Regions from separate parts of the Mus musculus genome. Here region 2 is linked to region 1. The links are chromatin contacts, called in public Hi-C maps. All regions are on one chromosome and are shown on one strand. The core of a region is the stretch at or near the end of the contact, and the rest is flanking DNA. Distances in the headings are between cores, read along the strand shown. Region 1 holds the start of Irx2 (Iroquois homeobox 2). Region 2 has its middle 46 kb from the start of Gm41001.

Region 1 (5,046 bases), core at 671-3,170:
GGTTCTTTCGGTGTTCGTTGAGCCAGGCTTTCAGTGTGGCAGTGGCGTCCCGCGTAGCGTTCTTACGGTACGCGGGGTCGTTGAGCTGGTATGGATAGGCCGCACTGCCATATGGATGGTAGCTGATGGCGCCAGTCATTCCGGTGGTGTGCGTGTCGTATGGCGAGCCCTGGAACCCACAACAGCCTGTGAGTGGAAGGTGCATGGGCCCCTCAGGCGTCACCCCCAAGGCGACCCTCCGTCAGCCCCTTGCTGCCTTTCCTGCTAGGCTTCTCTGGGTTGGAAATCTTTCTTTAGCCAGAGAACCAGAAAAATACAAGGCTAGCTGTTGGAAAACAAAACTATTGCCATTTGATTCTAGGATTTTGTTTTAACACTTTACTTTTTCTAAAACGACATAGTTTCCCGAGTAGCGCGAACAGTGTCTGCAAACATATCTGGATAGTCCCGCACTACAGCAAGTAGTTTCTTTATATCTAAATTTCATCATAGGCTTCCCGCTCTGCTCCCTCCTTCCCTTCCCTCCCTTATGTAGCTTAAAAAATACTTCGGAACCCCACTCCGCTATTCACCCTCTAAAGCAGAGTAAATCCAATTTGCAACTCAGAAGCCAGTCAGCGTTTCCAATTCTTCAACTACGTAGTAATTAGCATTTTAATTCATCCTTTAACGTTTAACTAGGAGAGGTTTGTAACCTTTTCCCAAGGCCTGGTTCCTACCCAGGGAATTCCACCTAGAGCAAACCCCCTCCGCCCATACACAATGTCTTCACACACCCCAAAACTGCCAAGACCCGCTCTGGCGGGGCCTGTTTTCAGAACTCAGAGATGCTCAGACAGATCCCGGATCTACGGAGCTGGAACCCATAGGCCTACTACGAACTCTGGCAGCACTTAGCGGGTCCCAAACCCGTTAACACATTATTTTTTTTTCCCTGAAAGCCGGGTCAGCGAGACAGAAAACGGCCAACACTAAAGAGCTTCGGCCTGGGTCTAGGGCGAGAGCCACAGGCTCAGCCTATCCCCACCCCACCCCCCCCCCACCCGCATCCCCACCCCCCCACCCCGTGACCCCGCCGCCACCAGTCTGGCCAAGAAACCCAAAGCTTGCGGCATTGGCCCTAGAGGCCTGGGCAGCCGGGGCCCTCAGCTTGGAACCACGCGGAGAGCAGTGGACAGATTTCGCAGCCCCAGCAATCGGCACGCGCGGATTAGAGATTACTCTTGGCCCAGGCACGGGTGGAGTAGCACTTCGCACGAGCTCAAGGGAAATCAGCCTACGAGCTCTGCAGGTCAGTCCCGTCCCTTGTTTAGTGCGGCAACGGGTGCTGGTGACTTTGGAGCTGCCACCCGCAACGCGTCCCCAGCGCTCAGCTCAACTCACTCCCTGGTCCGGGTCTCCCCAGCCCCCACCCCAAAGCAGTTACCACGTAGGACGGGAAGCCGGCAGCCGCGGCGGCGGCGGCGTCCGCCGAGTACTGCAGCGGGCTGCCGAAGCCGGTTGCCGCCTGCGCTGTGAAGGCCGCCGAGCCGGGGTACGGGCTGAACGCGGAGCCCGACGCCGAACGCGCCAGCTCCTCGCTGCGCGGCGCCGCCAGCGCGGACGCGCCGTACGCGGGGCACGAGTAGAGCGCCAGCGAGCCGGGCGCTTGGTACAGGTAGCCCTGCGGGTAGGACATGGTGGGCGCGGGGCGCGGGGCCCGCGTCACACGGAGCAGCGGGCAGCGCGCGCGGCGCCCTCCATCCACGCCCGGCCGGGGCGCACCGAGGCCGCGGGCCGGAGCAGGCTGGGCTGGTGGGCGCTAGGCTGGGCGCGGGGCTGGAGGATCGGCGGGGCGGCGGTAGCGGCAGCGCGGAGCCGGTGGGCGCAGCCGCGCGCCAGGCCGGCGGTCGGGATTTGGGGGAGTCTGCAGTCAGGAGTGAGGAGTTGAGGAAGGAGCGCTCGAGTTTCCGAGGGACATTGGAACGCCGAGCTGTCCGTCACACTCTCATCTGCATATTCTGGTGCCCGCCCCTCCCCTGCTCCGCCCGCCGCCGAGGCCCCGCTGAGGCCGGGGGAGGGGCAGAGAGCGGAGGGGTGGGAAGTGGAGGGGAAGGCGGAGGAGTGGCAGCCAGAGGCTGGAGGGAGGGACGTGCAGGCTTTTGTCGCGCAGCGGCCTCTCTCCACTCCCGCCCCGGCCCGCAGCCTGCAGCGGTGAAGCCCAGCCTGGCCAAACTGGGCGTAGCGCTCACCCCCTCCCACTGGCACATCCTCTCAGCCACGTCCGCGCACCCCGCCGCCGACTCCCGCCTTGGCCCAGCCACCTTTCTCCTTCCCGGGGCCCCATCCGGGCACTGCCGGCGCTCTTGCTCGCCTAGCACTGGTCAGCAAAGGCCTCCTGCAGTCGGGCCAGGTCCGATCCACCTGGAGAACATACGGATCGGGCACCCCTCATCACCCTGAAGATAGCAGCCCAGGTCGCATGCGGTGTCCAGGGCAGACACCGCAGGGAGATGGAGGGCAGTGTGGAGACACCTGCAGAGTTGCCTGGGCATCCCACTTCTACAGTCCTCTGTCCGCCTGTACTCCAGGCTGAGGCTGCCCGTGTGGCTTCCCGTCCGGTCTCCTGCTCCTGGTGCCTGGGCTGCCAAGCATCTACCCGGAATCTGAGCGTTTCGGTTTGAAGCTGTGGGAGGCCCCGTGGTGAGGCTTCTGTCCAAGTCCACAGAGAAGATTTCAGGCCGTGTTAGGAACATCATGTCCGTTAACGTCTGGAACACGCCAGTGAGTGACTCGCTTCAACAAACGCCACTCTGGTCCAAAAAGAGTTTTTGTTTTCTTTTGTTAAGTTGAATGCCTGTTCGAAATTGGGGGAGAGGTTCCTGTCAGGAGAGCTGACTTGACTTTGCTAGAGTATCCACTGCCACTTCCCGAAAGGACATGGGCCAGCTTGTGAAGTGTCGCAGTCGTGAGGTGGTTCAGGTAACCTGAGGTCCAGGAGTTGACTCGCGGGTCCCTTGAGCCCTTAGGTCCCAGCCCCTAAACTTTCTCGACCATACCTGCTCCCTTTCCCCAAGTGAGGGGAGTCGATGGCCAGGATGGGCACTAGTACGCTGGATGTAAAGGAGCGTCAATGGGGGGCGCTTGGGATTCGTAGGGGTCAGGTGTGAGCTGGCCCGGGAGGGGGCGCCCGCCCAACAGGTGTCTCCTTGAAGCTTGCTAGGTAGAGCACGAGGACTCTGAAACCTGGCGCGCGGGCCTGAGCTTCCATTTTATTCTCGGTGGGCTCTGAAGCTAGTAGAGGGCGGCAGAGTTCTCCTGCCTGTGAGCGCCTGGCTTCTGCTTAGGCCTGGATCGTGGCGCTCCAGCTCCTGCAGCAGCCAGATCCGTGACACCGAATGAATGCTGTAGTCAGCCAGGCTGCTTTTTGTCTTGTCCAGGTCCCAGGGAACCAGGGATCAATTGTAGTGATGGACTGGAGACAATTTTTCCCGGGCAGGCAGGCAAGCAAATTTATCACTTTTGGTAGGAACTTTCCAGGCACTCTACTCAAACACTGCCACCACCATACACCCTCCCCTTATTGCCCCCCCCCCCGCCACCCCCCAGAACTTCTGAACCCCTTTCAGCAGTCTCGGTGCCTGTGCAGAGCCCACTCCCCTTTATACCCTGAGTTATTTACTGTCTAGCATCTACAGAAAAGACCCTGGGTGGGGCATACTCATTCAAGGGAGGGGGAGGGAAGGGAAGGGAAGGGAAGGGAAGGGAAGGGAAGGGAAGGGAAGGGAAGGGAAGGGAAGGGAAGGGAAGGGAAGGAAGAGGTCACCACGCTAGCACCCCAGAACAGGGCATCTGGGTGGAGCCAGATCAGTTTATTCAGACATTTTTGTTTTCGCAGGAAGAGATTCTTTTGGGAAGGGGCCCTAGGTGAGATGTCCTGTACTGGAAACAACCACAAGTCAGACTAAGGCTCTTAGCTTCCAATTAGGTTGGTTTCAGTCTTTTATATGAAGTATCTAATTTTTACCAGGAGAATGATTGTCCAGATCTTAATCTTTTCTAAAGATTAGTTTCCTGTCCTGGTTTCAATTTCAGTGGAGTTTACCCTACCTTTTCCTTGTGACTTGTGCCAGGTATGTATGGAGGAGAAAGCAGTGTGTGTTTATACATATATGTGTGTATATGTATATATACATATGTACGTGTATATACATAAGTATGTATATACATATACATGTGTGTATACACACACACACACATCTTTCTCTCTATATATATCAGTAGAATGGAGCAGGTTCTTATGCCTATATGCAGCTGATTCAGACATTAATTACATAACCATACAAATGTGCTTGACTTTGGAGGGCCTCGTCCTGCCCACAGACATTGAGAAAGTACAACCCTATTATTGCTCAGTACAACCTATCAAGACCAAGACCTCCCGTATTTCCTCCACGAATTATCTTTCACCAAAATTTAAAATGTCCATACTGCTGTCTGTTACTAATAAAAACAGCCTACCTCGTGTAATTAAACAGTCGAATCTGACTACATGCCGATTTTATTGGTAGTGACTGTGGCACATTAAAATGCCTATACAGGGACATTAGCTCGTGAGTTCCCATTGTTATTGGCGCATTAAAACTCTGGTTTACACGAATGATCCCAAACTCTGGAAAGCCCTATTTTTCTTCTCTTAGGTTAAAGTTGCATTAATCTTAAAAACAAAACAAAACAACAAAAAAACCACACCACCACCAACAAGAACAACAACAACAACAAAAAATCAAGGAGGAAAATTTACTTTCCAAGTATAGCGCCTGGGCAGATAATCATCACTGCTACTGGGGTGACAGGGTTACCCCAAACTGCTCTTGGTTTCCAACTTCAAAAGAGGCCTGGATTCTGTGCTTCAGGGTAGGAGGAGAGTTCAGATGTCTCTTGGGAATCCAGGTGCTTGGCTCCTCTTTCTCCAGCTACATACATGGAGTGAACAATGTATGAAATGTAGCGAAATCGGTTGACTGCTTAGAAAGCGGTCTCTTGTGGTGGTTGTCCAGGCTGTGG
Region 2 (5,046 bases), core at 1,562-4,061, 86 kb before region 1:
TCAGGATTCACTGGTTTGCATAGAGTTAGACTTCCCATAGCTGTGATAGAAATACCCTGACAAAAACAACTTCAAGAAGGAAAGAGCTTATTCTGGTTTGAGAATACAATTCAGCAAGGGCAGGTAAACCATGGTGCCCAGATCATGGGATCACACGGCATCTGTAGTCAAGAAGCAGAGAAAGAGGAATACTTATTTTCTCTTTCATATACAGTCAAGAATACAAACCACACCAAAGGTGAGTCTTCTCATCTCAGGTGAGCTAATTTAGGCAATCCCTGATAGGTATGCCCAGGGACTTGTTTCCCTCAGGTGATTCTAGAGCCTGCCCATCACAGCGTAGAAGTACGAATTTATGAGGCCTTTGAGCTGTGCTACGTTAGAATAATTTCTAAAACCTGCTGTTTGAGTTGATGGTTTCAGCTTCATGTTTAAAACTGTTCAATGAGTTTGGTGTTGAAATTAGGACAGGATTCCTGGCAAGTTCTGAAATGGCCTTGAACATTCTTATGGTGTTTTGTACAAAGTATCTGTGTTGAAAGGATACTTTCAGATTCTAAGATTAAAATCTCAATCAACTCTGAAAAACACTGTAGATGTTCCATGTCCCACAGTGTTAAAATTCAATCAAGATTTGATTTTTCCTGTAAAAAATAGACACGTTATTATTTAAATTAGCTTTTGTCTTTAAGAAGTGGCCATATATATGAATTGCTTTTATTTGTGTCTTTGTGATTTGTTATAAATAAATATTTGATTTATGTACTATTTTATGGCTATATATACTCTGGCTCATGTAAACATTTCTCCGGTTGAAAAGAGTTCAGAGTGGAAATTTTTAATAAGTCCTGTTCCAGGCTGCTGTGCAGGGCCCATCCTGGCTGACCCACCCTCCCTTCACTGTGCCTCACTGGGCACCTCTTATATCACACTAACCCCTGGAAGTCCTTTCTGAGGCTGGAGGCTGGAGGGTCACCTCTTCAACCTTAATTACCATGATCCCTAATTGGTAATAGTTTGTCCTCTTTCTGACTCTGATGGTCTCAGGAACTTGACCTGAAGTTGTCAACAAGCAGATGCCTACCAGGATCAAAAGTTTAGTTCACCAGGAAGTCGTTGCTTAGGCTTGACTCTCTGGGCAACCGCCACTCTCACTTTCACAACTCCTGTGTTCAGATCTCTTCTAAATCTCTGCCTGCTGCTTCTCTGTAGAAGGCTGGGCCCAGCTCGTCAGGTGAAAGGGCACATGTGTAGGCAGCTGAATCTTGGGTCTGTTTCAAGGGACACCAGGTCTCTGCTTTCCAGCCAATCTGTTTCCCTCTTAAGAGCCCTGTGGGAGATTCTCAGAAACTGTGCTAAGGCTGGTTCTAAGCCTGGAGTGGGAAGCCTCTTAGAAAATTTCAAACAATGAGCAGAAATCCAATACAGGGTAGTTATGTCCCCGGGTGTCCCAGAGTAAACAGCTGGCAGAACAATCCCGGAAGCAGTACTGCTGACCTCAGCCCTGAAGATTCGGTGATTAAGACAGTGGAGTCTTGTTCTAACTTATTCTCACTTGTTCCAAGTCCAGGAAGGAAACTCAACCTCTTATCCTGGTAGCTCAAGATCCCAGGTCCACAAGCTACTTGAGAAGTAGGTGAAGGGACAGTGTGTATCAAGCATTGGCTCAGAGAACATCTGCTTGTGGAAGTTCACCTCACTTTCCTTCCAATGGTCCAGTGCATGGCTTCTGGACACCACTGCCTTCCTTGGGTCATCCCAGCAGCTCAGTATCTGTAAGGACCAAGTCCTGGCCCTTGGCAGAGTTGTTACAAGTCCATACGTCATAAAGAGAGTCTGTGTGGGCGAATCACAGAATACTTACAGGGTAAAGTGACTGCAGCCAGGGCAGTGGGAGGCTCTCTCTCTCTCTCTCTCTCTCTCTCTCTCTCTCTCTCCCTCTCCCCCCCCCCCTCTCTCTCTCTCTCCCTCTCTCTCTCTCTCTCTCTCTCTCTCTCTCTCTCTCTCTCTCTCTCTCTCTCTCTCTCTCCTCTCTCTCCAGGCAGAAGATATAAACCTTCAATGGCCACTGTGCCATTGTCAAGAGAACCAGGAAGCTTCCTGGAATTAACTGCTCTGTTGTTTCAGAGATGGCTACTGCCGTTTACCAAAGTCTTGGGGCCTTCCAAGCAGAGTTGTTTTCAAAGAATAAAACTACCTTTACTACACCAAGTGAGAGTTCAGTTCCTCTCCTTTCCTCTTTACTTATGTAGTTAAAACCACTTAGTGGGAGAACTTTTCCTTCAAGAGTAACTATTCTTAAGTAAATGCCCCTTCTCCAGGTCAATTAGGAGGAAGGCAAGCAGACCTCAGGCAATCTGCAGAGTGGAAGGCCTTACGCTGGCCTTGCACAATGCCTTTTGGGATCATGTGATGGAGAGATTAAAAGAAAAAGTTAAAAAGGAAAGAACAAAAAATCTGGGCAAATCAGGAAACAGCCCTCTTGTTTCCGACAGCTTAACCAAAAGCAGCCCCCTTGTGGAATACGAACAATGCTACCTTCCTGCTCTCAGAGGTGCAGCTGACAAATTACTGTTAACAGATGTCACACAAGGACTGTAGAGGACTCGGCTTTGATTTTGAGCCCTGGATGCTTTCACATGGAAGCAAAGCTTAGCAGATGTGAATCTATGCAAACAGGACCTGTTGGAAGGTGTTGGCAAAGCCAGTGCCAATAGCAACCCACGGCTTCCCAGCTGTCCTGGGGCCATCAGCAGTCGTTGGTCTTCAGGAATTTTCCCAACCTTGTGCCTCTGACTCATTTCCTTTAGGAAGCTCATCTCTCTGTTCACGTCAGTCTGAAACTAGAAACTCCTTGTCTTGTCCCCACCAAGTAACAAGGACGTGGAAGAGCATTCACTTGCCAGCTCTGGTCCTGTCAGTCACCCTGTACAAAACGTGACGACCAAGCACGCATTTGCCATGCATGCCATTTCATGGGAGGGAACAGATTTCCACCTCCTTGAGACCAGTAAAATACACAGGTGAGAACTGAGAAGGGAATAGCAATTCTGTATGGCTCATCTTTATCAGATCTCAGGGCCCGTTCTGTTACTGACGCTAGCTAGAGTCATTGTCCTGCTGAAATGAAAGTGAGGACCAAGAAGAAGTAACAGATGATCTCTCCACTGACTGTGCCCCTTCCAGACAAAGGGTCTATTCAAGGAGAGATTGATACTGTGTGTGTGTATGTGTGTGTGTGTGTGTGTGTGTGTGTGTGTGTGTGTGTACATATTCATATGTGTGTACGTAGAGGCAAAAAAAAATCTTTAGGTGTTGCTCCTTGGGAGCTACCCACCTTGTATTTTGGCTGAGTCTCTTGGAACTTCTTAAATAGGCAAGCTGTCTGTCCAATGAGCCCCAGGGATGCACTGTTTTATTTGCAAAGTCACCATACCTAAGTTTTAACATGTAGGTTCTGTGGATAAAACCCAAAACTTCACACTGCAAAACAAATGATAAACCAACCAACTGAGCCATCTCCCCAGCCCTGTGGGGAGAGACTGGTATTGTCCTTTGTGCCTGTGGTTATTTGGCTCCATCACTGGCTCTGTCCCTATACCATGGACATAGTATACTATGTAGCAGATACTATATACAGTGACACTAGACAGAGACTCGGAAAGAACCTTCAGCCCCTGATCCCTGTTCTTTTCAATAGGATTTGCCTCAAATCGTGGAGAATTATAATAAGTCATCATGGGGACCTCAGATATCCGCTTTCCTCTCAACCTTTGGCATGTACAATGACAACCAGGCTAATCCTCACTAAGGCAACTCTCAAATGCCTAAGAGCCTTTGAACACTGGTAGCCATCTACAATGTCCTTTTCTTCACCAGCAGGACCCAAACCATGCCCCATCCTCCAGCCTGTCATCAGGAAGGCAAGAAGACCACACAAAACCTAGCTGGGGATAGGACCCTACGTGTCAAGCACAGAGTTGAAAGTAGAGATCCCAACCTAATGAGGACCCAGGAGAAGCAGTCTATCAGACAGTAACAGAACCAACCAGATCTGGAGAGTGGCCACTGTGTGATCTGTGTTCCCATTGAGTGGTGGTACCTGCTGAGTTCTGATGTTGGGAGCTGGTGAACATGGTCTGGCCACAGGAACCTGAGGTTATTTCTATCATCCACTGTGGTTTAGCTTCAAACCACCACAAAGATGGCATTATTACCTCCTCAGGCCTCTTCAGTCAGTGAAGCCTACCTACATGCATTGACTGTGATCTGTATTGGTTTTGGCTGTAACGCTAAGAGTTCTGTAATCATATGGAGTTTTGACCTAACATTAACAGACTCCCCCCCCCCACCCCCAAAGCAATTTATGACATCCCTTCCTTCATGTAAAATGAGGTGAGACCTCAAGCATTTAGACTCTTAACACATCAACTGAGGGCAGATGGCACTGGGAGACTAGGAGTTAGATTCCCTGGTGACTAGAAAGACAGGGAGAGGGGCCATGCTAGCTAATAAAGATGATAAATTTCCAAGATGGCCACTTCTCCCTCACCCTCTTGACCTTAGACAAAAGCTTTGAAGCTTAAAAGGTCTTAGACATTGTTGTCTCCCACCAGCAGCTGCTGATGGGCTGGCTCAACAAATTCAAACTCCCGCTCAGGACATGCCACACACAGTCCTGGACTAATCAACCATGCTAGCTGTCTTCAAACTGAACAGTCCTAAACTAGGGGAGGGAAGCTCCTTGGAGGCTTTAAAAGCCCTGGAGAAGAGTATTTATTCTTTGACTTCTTGAGTTGTGCACAAGTGTGTGTGTAGGTGTGTGTGTGTGTGTGTGAGTGTGTGTGTGCACACGCGGGCAGTGTCCCTGCTTTATATGTATGTACATATGTGTGTGTGCATGTGTGCATGTAGTGTGCATGCATGTGCAGGTGCATGTGCAAGTGTGTGTCCCCAGTTAATGCGTGTGTGCAGTTGTATGTGTATGTGCATGTGTGCGTGTGCACGCATGTGTGTGTCCTGGCTTTGCAGAGGGTCTTGTTCTTG

What was found. Hi-C and Micro-C count contacts between places; a contact is called where the count stands out from the background.
Region 2: a Hi-C map of epidermal suprabasal cells shows a contact between it and region 1, with 2.4 times the contacts expected there. The contact joins the enhancer-like site here to the promoter of Irx2 in region 1. A contact is called at or near these places in 1 of 15 datasets of contacts at CTCF or cohesin (the NIH/3T3 cell line) and 5 of 484 Hi-C or Micro-C datasets (embryonic fibroblasts, epidermal suprabasal cells, mammary gland and 2 more).

What each region holds. Positions count from the first base shown.
Region 1 is chr13:72,625,694-72,630,739 of GRCm38.p6, reverse strand. It overlaps Irx2 (Iroquois homeobox 2), which reads right to left and starts at 1,920. Exons shown (of 5, transcript NM_010574.4): 1 at 1,427-1,920; 2 at 1-169. The coding sequence starts at 1,678. It overlaps Gm20554 (predicted gene, 20554), which reads left to right and starts at 2,176. Exons shown (of 1, transcript NR_030701.1): 1 at 2,176-5,046.
Region 2 is chr13:72,712,691-72,717,736 of GRCm38.p6, reverse strand. No RefSeq gene overlaps it. Among named protein-coding and RNA genes, the nearest start is that of Gm41001, 46 kb to the right of the region's middle. Within about 2 kb of position 2,811, at least 16 of the 459 cell types and tissues checked have an H3K27ac peak or open chromatin away from gene starts, as enhancers often do. A contact at or near this core is called in epidermal suprabasal cells and trophoblast stem cells, where this site is marked.